Regions from separate parts of the Zea mays genome. Here all the other regions are linked to region 2. Evidence: chromatin contacts called from public Hi-C data. All regions are on one chromosome and are shown on one strand. Each heading gives the region's core, a stretch centred on a gene start, on an enhancer-like site or on the middle of the called end of the contact. The rest is flanking DNA. Distances are from core to core; before and after follow the strand shown. Region 1 holds the start of LOC100275650. Region 2 holds the start of LOC100240697. Region 3 holds the start of LOC100193069 (V-type proton ATPase subunit D).

Region 1 (2,700 bases), core at 151-2,650, 150 kb before region 2:
CCAAGACCACGCCCCAGCCGCGAGTTCCCTCCCCACATGGATCTGGATGCTCGTGACGCCAACAAGGCGGATGCCTCACCGCCACTATCATGGGATCTGCGTGGGCATTGTGGCCAACCCCTCTGGCAGCGTCGAGGTGGAGAGAGAGGGCTCAGAGGGGGGAGTGGGGCAGCGGCGGCTTCTCCGCTTTCCATACTAATATCTTCGTTCTCGAATATTTGTCGTCGTCTAGTTTATTTTTGAACTAAAACGTGAAAAATAAAAAAGAAGGGAGAGAGTACAATATTCCTTCAGATTATTCGTACCGGTTATAGAGAACTTTAACCGGCTTTGGTTTCGATTGAATAACCGGATTAACGATCAGAGGAGATAAATTGGAGCTGACAGAATTTATTTGCAAGAAACTCGATCTATCTCCCAAAATCAGTTTACCCGTAAATTCCTTTCCCATTTTCCGCACAGGAAAAATGTTCGTCGCTACAGAAAATTTGTAAAGATGAAACCAAACCGAAAGATATATAAATGGAATGGCCAGGATTGATGCGCCCATTCTTGAAACTGAAATTCTGAGATTACTGAACATGTGGCATTGGTTGCTCATCCCGTGAAGGGCCTGAAGCCCTGAAATATATAGCCCCTGCGTGCGCTGCAGTGTAGAATAGCATGATCATTGGCTCAGAACGAAGCTGGAACTAGCTAGAAGCCAGGGTCGTCCCACTGCAAGACGGCGGTGCCGACGTTCTGCTCTCTCTTGAGCTTGTCCTTGAGGAACCAGTCGCAGACGCGCCCGGCGTTGAGCTCCTCTATCGGGACGCCCTCCTGCTCCGAGATCACTCTCAGGAGGTTCAGAGACGATATCTGAAAAAAAAAACACACAGAGCAAATGGCAGCCATTCGATCACTCATGGCAGATATACGCCTGGTCTCGATCGGAGTCACAGTCACTGCAAGTCTGCACTTACGGTGAGGCGGCAGAGGAAGCGCTCGTGCGTGCTGAGTCCGGACATCTCCACCAGCCCGGCCTCCTCCAGGCTCAGGAACGTTCTCTTCTGCTGCTCCTGCTCGTCAGCGCCGCTTCCCTCCTCGGCCTCTTGCTGCTGCTTATTCTCTTCCTGGCATCTCCTCCTGACCACCAATCGCCGCGGCGGCGGCGCACCTCCTGCTGAAAATCGCATATGAAGTCAGGACAGTGTGCTTGCGAGATATATTATACGCAATCTGTCACCTGGCCTGTCTAAACCTGGGACTGGAAGGCGCCTGAGCGATGGCCTCGGCGGCAGGAACGCGGCGGCCCGTTGCGTGTGAGGCAGCTTGCAGGCGCTGATTATCTGCTGCATCGCTCGGGCACTTGCCACTGCGAGGCGACCGGCGTCAGCTGAGCACCTCAGTCCGTTTCTCCTACGGAAGGGGGTGATGCGGATAACGTTGCGGTTGACAAGAGGAGGAGGAGACGGGCTTGAGCTGGGTTGCCAAGTCTTTAGGTCCACCACCGACCCGTTGAGGCCCAACTAGTTGCTACAGCATACACAGCAAGAACAAAGAAATACATAACGACCTTGAAGCAAACTTTGCTAACATATGGGCTTCGCTGTTTGACTCTCTACTTGGAGGTAAGTGGCACGGATATTATCTATCCGTATTTGAATTCGATCCATCTAAGGCCTTGTTCGTTTGTGTCGGATTGCACCCGAAATCGTTCCACTCAATCAAAGTTTATATAAATTAGAAAAGCAATCCGGTTAGGATTCGTTCCGGCCCACCAATCCGACAGAAACGAACAAGGTCTAATAGAGCTGAGATTCGATCCATATCTAAGCCCGTGTGTTCAGTATCCGATCCGTATCCGATTTATATACATATCTGTCGGGGACCATAATTAGGGGTACCCTCAAGACGCCTAATTCTCAGCTGGTAACCCCCATCAGCATAAAGCTGCAGAGGCCTGATGTGTGCGATTAAGTCAAGGATCAGTCCATACGAGCGACTTGATCACGCCTCGCCCGAGCCTAGCCTCGGACAAGGGCAGCCGACCCCGAGAGATTTCCGTCTCGCCCGAGGCCCCCCTTTAACGGCGGACACATCTCCGGCTCGCCCGAGGCCTTGCCTTCGTTGAGAAGCAACCCTAACTAAATCGCCGCACCGACTGACCGAGTCGCAGGGGCATTTAACGCAAAGGTGGCCTGACACCTTTATCCTGACGCGCGCCCCCCGGCAGAGCCGAAGTGACCGCCGTCACTTCGCTGCTCCACTGACCGGTCTGACAGAAGGACAGCGCCGCCTGCGCCACTCCGACTGCAGTGCCACTTGACAGAGTGAGACTGAAGTGTGCTTGCGAGATATATTATACGCAATCTGTCACCTGGCCTGTCTAGGCGCCTGAGCGATGGCCTCGGCGGCAGGAACGCGGCGGCCCGTTGCGTGTGAGGCAGCTTGCAGGCGCTGATTATCTGCTGCATCGCGCGGGCACTTGCCACTGCGAGGCGACCGGCGTCAGCTGAGCACCTAAGTCCGTTTCTCCTACGGAAGGGGGTGATGCGGATAACGTTGCGGTTGACAAGAGGAGGAGACGGGCTTGAGCTGGGTTGCCAAGTCTTCGGGTCCACCACCGACCCGTTGAGGCCCAACTAGTTGCTACAGCATACACAGCAAGAACAAAGAAATACATGACGATCGTGAAGCAAACTTTGCTAATAACATATG
Region 2 (2,700 bases), core at 35-2,534:
AAAGCTATATAAACTTATAGTGTGAGTACTATATTTGCCCAAGATTTCTGGGCCCGCCACTGCTTCAAGCAGAGAATTGATCTGAGTCAGAACAACAAACTACAAATTGTGGGTGGCCTAGCAAATTTGAAACGCAACCTTCATCAAGTTCCATCAATCCAGCCTACAGATTACTACGAGCAGTCCGGCAAACCTGCAGATTCTAAGATGAATGGGTACATGTACATCTGTATAAAGAAACCAAAATATCTACATGAGACAGGCAAGTGGTGAATAAGAACAAGCTAATGGTAAGACATGCACAGAAACAGACCACACATTCCCTGGATGTAGGTACAGCCTAAGATTGGAGAGTTACAGGTTGCGTGTGCGTCCAGAAAATTTAGCAACTAAAGAGTACCAAATACAGAGGAAGGAATTTACTAGTTGCTAGAGTTTGTAAGAACTCTACATGATCATGTATTCATGTTACGCTGCCAAGTGCAGGCGAGCCTGGGCTCTTGCCCAGACTCCTCCATTAGTGCTAATGAACTTGTAAACGTGTTTAAACATGGTTAAAAATTAGGCGAAGCTATATGTTTATAGTATGAGTACTATAATTGCCCAAGCTCTCTAAGATTTCTAGGTCCGCCACAGAACAAGCAGATAATTGATCTGAGCCAGAACAACAAACTGTGGGTAGCCTAGCGAATTTGAACCGCAAGTCCGCAACCTTCATCAAGTTCCAACAATCCAGGCTACAGATTACTACGAGCAGTCCGGCAAAGCTGCAGATTCTAGCTCAACCTAGAAACCAAAACAAAAGAATCTAACCACCGCAGGATCGCGAAACCCTGACATGGTAGCACAGGCCAATACCCGACAAAGTTTCGCTTTATTAACCTATTAAAATTCAACGGATCGTTTGCTGGATGGGTCCGCACGCGGCAGCGTCTACCAGTACTAGCCTGAGGACCGAGGCCCTAGCACGAGCAGCAGCAACAACAAGTTAACCCCGTTGATGAGGGGATCGGAAACCCGAGAGACGAACCGAAGGGGTGCTCCAACTTGAACGAACTCCTCGCCATCCTCCTCCTCCTTTTGATCTACTCGATCGCACGCGGAACAGAGAGAAGCGACCTGGAACAGAAAAAAAATCGGGGCGACTGGTCAGGGGAACGAGGAGGCGCGGGGAAGGGGAACGATCAAATCGAATCGATTGACGGTGGCCGGCGCTCACGAGATGGATGGATGGATGGATGGAAGCAAGGCTGGATCGGCGGCTGATAGGACGTGGGATTACCGGCGTAGGGGAACTGGGGAAGACGAGAGGGAACGGCGGCGGCTTTGCGTGGGGAGTTGCTACGCGCACGCAAACGCTAACGTACCCCTTCCCACTACACAATCCCACGGGGATAGGTGGGACGAGACTTGGTTTCCTTGGATTGCTCTCGAATGGATTGGCTTTGCGGGCCCCACCAAGCTAAGGGCATGTTTGACCCTTTCTACATAATTTTTAGCATCTAAAATTAACCATAAGATTTTAAATAGCCTAGTTAAAATCTTAGCGGCAACGACTGCTATGCAAGCAGTCCTTCTTTGCAAGCGTGCAAGTAAACCATCTGGTTCATTAGATTACGATCTAATCACAGATATAATCATGGTTTGTTAGGGGTTTTTTTATAAAGATTATTGAGCTGGTGGTGGAAGGGTTTAAGTGTTAAATGTGACATATGGTTGGATCACGATCTAATGGACCAGATGATTTGCTTGCACGCTTGCAATGAAGGACTGCTTGCATAGCAGTCGTTGCAATCTTAGCTAATTGTTAGTTAAACCTCATCTAACAGTTAATTCATTAACTGAGTTAGAGTAGCTAAAACTTAGCAAAAAGACAATATTATCCATAATAGGCTCTAACACGATACATGGTCCAATGGCCCAACAGACAATATTTCCATTGACTCGGAGGGTTGATTTGGTGACAAGAGATCACGAGGGGATTGAGGGGGAAATAAACTAATTTCCCCCTCAATCCCCTCCAATCCCCCCGTAATCCATGGTCACCAAATCAGCACTTAATGAATTTTATAGTGGGACCATTTGGGTTGGTTAGATAATCTTCTTATCTTTCCAACCATATCAAGTCTGTCACAATCAGAGTCCAGATGTGTCCTAGGCATTCATTTTAGTGCAGACTGGTCCTAGAACCCAAGATGGAATCACAGCTGAGTCGGACTTGATGCCCTTCCTCTTGTGGACGCCCTTGTTGCTCCTCCTTGACACCTTGGCCTTTCCCAAATTCTTGATGGTTCTCTCCAAAATTCTTAATCATTAAAACATCCATGGCACCAAACGTAAGCTCTAAAACACAATTGAGTAGGTTAGAACGAACCCGGAGATTCAACTTTCGTGCACGTGCTCATGTTGTCGGTCCACGCATTGTTTGTATGGTCATGGGGAGGCAAACGCGTGTCCTTGAGATTACCAACTAGAGTTGGATTCCAATAGTTCCACAATGGTCTTCCGCTAGTTCATCTCCCACTAACTAGGTCACAAAGGGCTCATTGAGTTTGTTATGGTCGCGTCATAGGGTTGAATAGGTCGCTTACAATCATATTAATGTAGAGTCACCTAAAATATGCTCGACATCACACCCATGGCTAGACAAACCTGCGACTAAAATGTTCAAATGAAGTAAAATTCATCGGCTACCTCGAA
Region 3 (3,063 bases), core at 218-2,717, 230 kb before region 2:
ATGTGTTCGTCATTACAAAATATTTGTTTTCCATGAACAAATCTGCGAGTGTCTCACTTTAGAGTTCAAATAAACTATCGCATGCAGGAATAAAATCAATGCGACCAATCTGCAAGCTATTATGCTGTACATTATGTAAAGTGAGACACTGATGCCATGTATGTATGGAAATATCAACCATGTGGTTGTGTTAGCATATCTTGTTCACATTAATGTCAAGCAAAATTCAGATGAATTATCACAGGCATGAACACTTTTGGGTCACACATCTAGGGAAGGTAATTTGGATGCATCTACTAATTAATTGAAATACACGATTGATATTGTACAATCAAAGCAACTACATCAGCAGTCTTCACAGAAGAAAAAAAAAACATGAGAGGAAACACATTGTGGATGTTCTAAAACCAGATCCAGAATAAGGCTTTGATGATTCTACGCACCGATTGAATGATTGGATGAGCATGGAAAGAGGCGATCAAAAGATGATGTCGTCGTCCTTCTCCCCTCCAGCAGCCAGCAGATTTGCCGCAGCCCCCACGGAGATGCCCCTCTTGAGCGCGAGATCCTCGGCGAGCTGTTCCTCTGCGAAAAGCCTGGCGTTGGCCATCTGGCGCTCGATCTCCCTCTTCTTGTAGCCCTGGATCTTCTTGAGCCTGAAAAAGTCCTCGCGCTCGAGTTCGTCGAGCTCCCCCTTGATGTAGCTGATGGTGTTCTCGATCCTGGGCTTCACGACATTCTCGAGCGCGTTGACGCGGCGGTTGGTGGTCTTGATGGCCTCGTCGAGCGTGAGGAAGGAGGTCTGGAGCGAGGCGAGCTCGACGAGCACCTCGATGGCCTTGACGTGCGCGGCGCGGCAGGCGGCGACCTGCTGCCCGCCGCGGGCGAGGCCCGTAAGGCTCGGAGACGCGTTGGAGGGCCCCCCGGATGCCGCGGCGGGGTCGACGAAGTGAGTGAACTTCGGGAGCTTGACCCCGGCGACATTCTCCTGGTGAGATCGAACGCGGACGGAGGCGGCGCGGATGGACTGGAGGACGACGTGACGGACGCCGTCGCCGGCGACGTACTTGGCCTCGGCGAGGGAGAAGGAGGAGGCGCGCATCGTCTCGCCCATGGACTCCTTGGCGGCGACGATCTTCTTGAGGATGGCGCGGAACTGGACCGTGAGCGCGTCGGACTTCTTCTTCAACAGCGCGTGACCGCGGGTGGCGCCGACGAGCCGCGCCTTCATGACGCCGAGCATCGTCACCGTCGGCACGACGTTGAGCCGCTGGTTTTGCCCCGCCATCGCTGCGCCGCCCGCCGCCGGCTAGATCGCCGCGAATCCGGAGAAGGAAGAGGGGGAGGGGATCGCGGGCCTGTGTCGAGTGTCGACTCGTGTGGCTGGATCGGGGACACGACGGTGTACTGCTTGATGTGAAGGTGGGGTTGTGTTGGATCGGCGAGGAGATGGGGAATTGGGGACGGTGGTGAATTGCAGCAGAATTGGCGAAATTTTAGATGAAAAAATAATTGGGCCGTAAGAGCATATCCAACGACAACATGACTTATAAAAATAGCTTATAATTTAAAAATAAATATATTTTATAAAATTTATGGCACCAATAAAACATTCCGCTTCAACGGTAAAGCATCAAATATAGATTATAGGGTAGCCTATTACGATGTAGTATGTTTAAGGCACTTGAAAGTACCTTTTTGACCAAATTTTAATAAATAAGGCATTGCTGGAGTTTTTTTCCTATGTAGAGCCCTATATTTTAATTTAAGGCGATTTAAAACATTGTTGGAAATATTCTAACTAGTTGGGTTCAGAAATATCGACTCGTGGCTAGATGGGTAGGTCACAGCGGGTCGAGCCGTGGGCTCAATTCGATGATACTGTTGCTTGTCACACGCGCGACCACAAAACTGGAGTGGGCCAATTTTGCGTTGAGAAGGTGGTGAATTTCGCAGCAGAATTTCGCATCATCTCTCATACCCCATTTACTTACCCCTTAGTGTGTTGTTCGATTGTTCTTCAATCTATGTGAATTGGATGTTATTGAGTCGGTTTAAATCTATATCAAGTCAAAATCCATCTGTAAACCCTAAAATGTAAATTTAAGTTGGTTAAGTAGTTCCTTTGTTATGGAGAAATAATTTTTTGCTTAGTGTGTGATTTATCATTAAGGCATATCCAATTAAATAAATGAATAAATAAAATTATATTTTTTCATCTCATTCTGGATATTTTTTTTGTGCACTTAAATTCACTTGAAGGTTGAACTCTATATGAATTTAATTCAAAATTTGAATTTGAATCTAATTTGATAGGAAAATAAAATAGAAAAGAAAAAGAGAAACAACCAGCAGCCTCGTGAGCCCTTTTTACCTGAGTCGGCCCAGTCAGCCAACCCCTCTCCCCTACCAGCATGGCCCAGCTCAGCCCATCTCACTATTTACTCCACGCCGCACGGTCCAAAGATCATTTCGCGTGCCGACCAGTGGGCCAAACCGGCCAGTGTCTCGCACCTACACCGCGAATCACCGTGTGCGCCATCACTGGCTAGCGGGACCCATCTGTTAGCTGTTAAGTAACCCTAGTCAGAGTTATGTGGGCAAATACTGGCTTTGCTCCTAAGTGGTCTCACATCTCTATATATAAGGAACATGTACACCCTTTCATAATACAAAGATCAGAAAGAGGCCAGATGCCCAATCATATATCGTGTCTCGTATGTTTCCTCTGTCGTGTTTATGGAAAGTGAGACGGGTACTCTACAGCTTCTTGCGCCTCTACTGTTGACGGGAGGAAAGGGAGCGGATCTGGTGATCCGTGGTAACGTAGTTCTCAACACGTTATCAGCACGCTCTACCTCGACGTTGCTGCCGAATCAGATCTGCATCAACTCTTCGTCAAGCCGGCAGGTCTCTTGGCCTTACCGAACTGTCCTACGCGACAGACTTCGTTACCATTTGTCGAACCAGGAATCACGGTATGAAATCTTGAGTGGATCTGCAATTTAGTGTTCAATCGCGTATATCGCCTACGAGCCCGTGTGCATGCTGTTGGTCGGAGCA

Evidence for each region. Hi-C and Micro-C count contacts between places; a contact is called where the count stands out from the background.
Region 1: a contact with region 2 is called in a Hi-C map of ear, with 2.3 times the contacts expected there. The contact joins the promoter of LOC100275650 here to the promoter of LOC100240697 in region 2. A contact is called at or near these places in 2 of 25 Hi-C or Micro-C datasets (ear and tassel).
Region 3: a Hi-C map of tassel shows a contact between it and region 2, with 2.6 times the contacts expected there. The contact joins the promoter of LOC100193069 here to the promoter of LOC100240697 in region 2. A contact is called at or near these places in 3 of 25 Hi-C or Micro-C datasets (ear, endosperm and tassel).

Annotation. Positions count from the first base shown.
Region 1 is chr10:61,046,700-61,049,399 of Zm-B73-REFERENCE-NAM-5.0, reverse strand. It overlaps LOC100275650, which reads right to left and starts at 1,400. Exons shown (of 3, transcript NM_001352589.1): 1 at 1,241-1,400; 2 at 963-1,159; 3 at 371-858. The coding sequence starts at 1,337. The coding sequence ends at 697.
Region 2 is chr10:60,894,451-60,897,150 of Zm-B73-REFERENCE-NAM-5.0, reverse strand. It overlaps LOC100240697, which reads right to left and starts at 1,284. Exons shown (of 6, transcript NM_001352184.1): 1 at 1,220-1,284; 2 at 1,031-1,119. The coding sequence starts at 1,067.
Region 3 is chr10:61,121,133-61,124,195 of Zm-B73-REFERENCE-NAM-5.0, reverse strand. It overlaps LOC100193069 (V-type proton ATPase subunit D), which reads right to left and starts at 1,467. Exons shown (of 2, transcript NM_001138235.1): 1 at 444-1,467. The coding sequence starts at 1,288. The coding sequence ends at 479.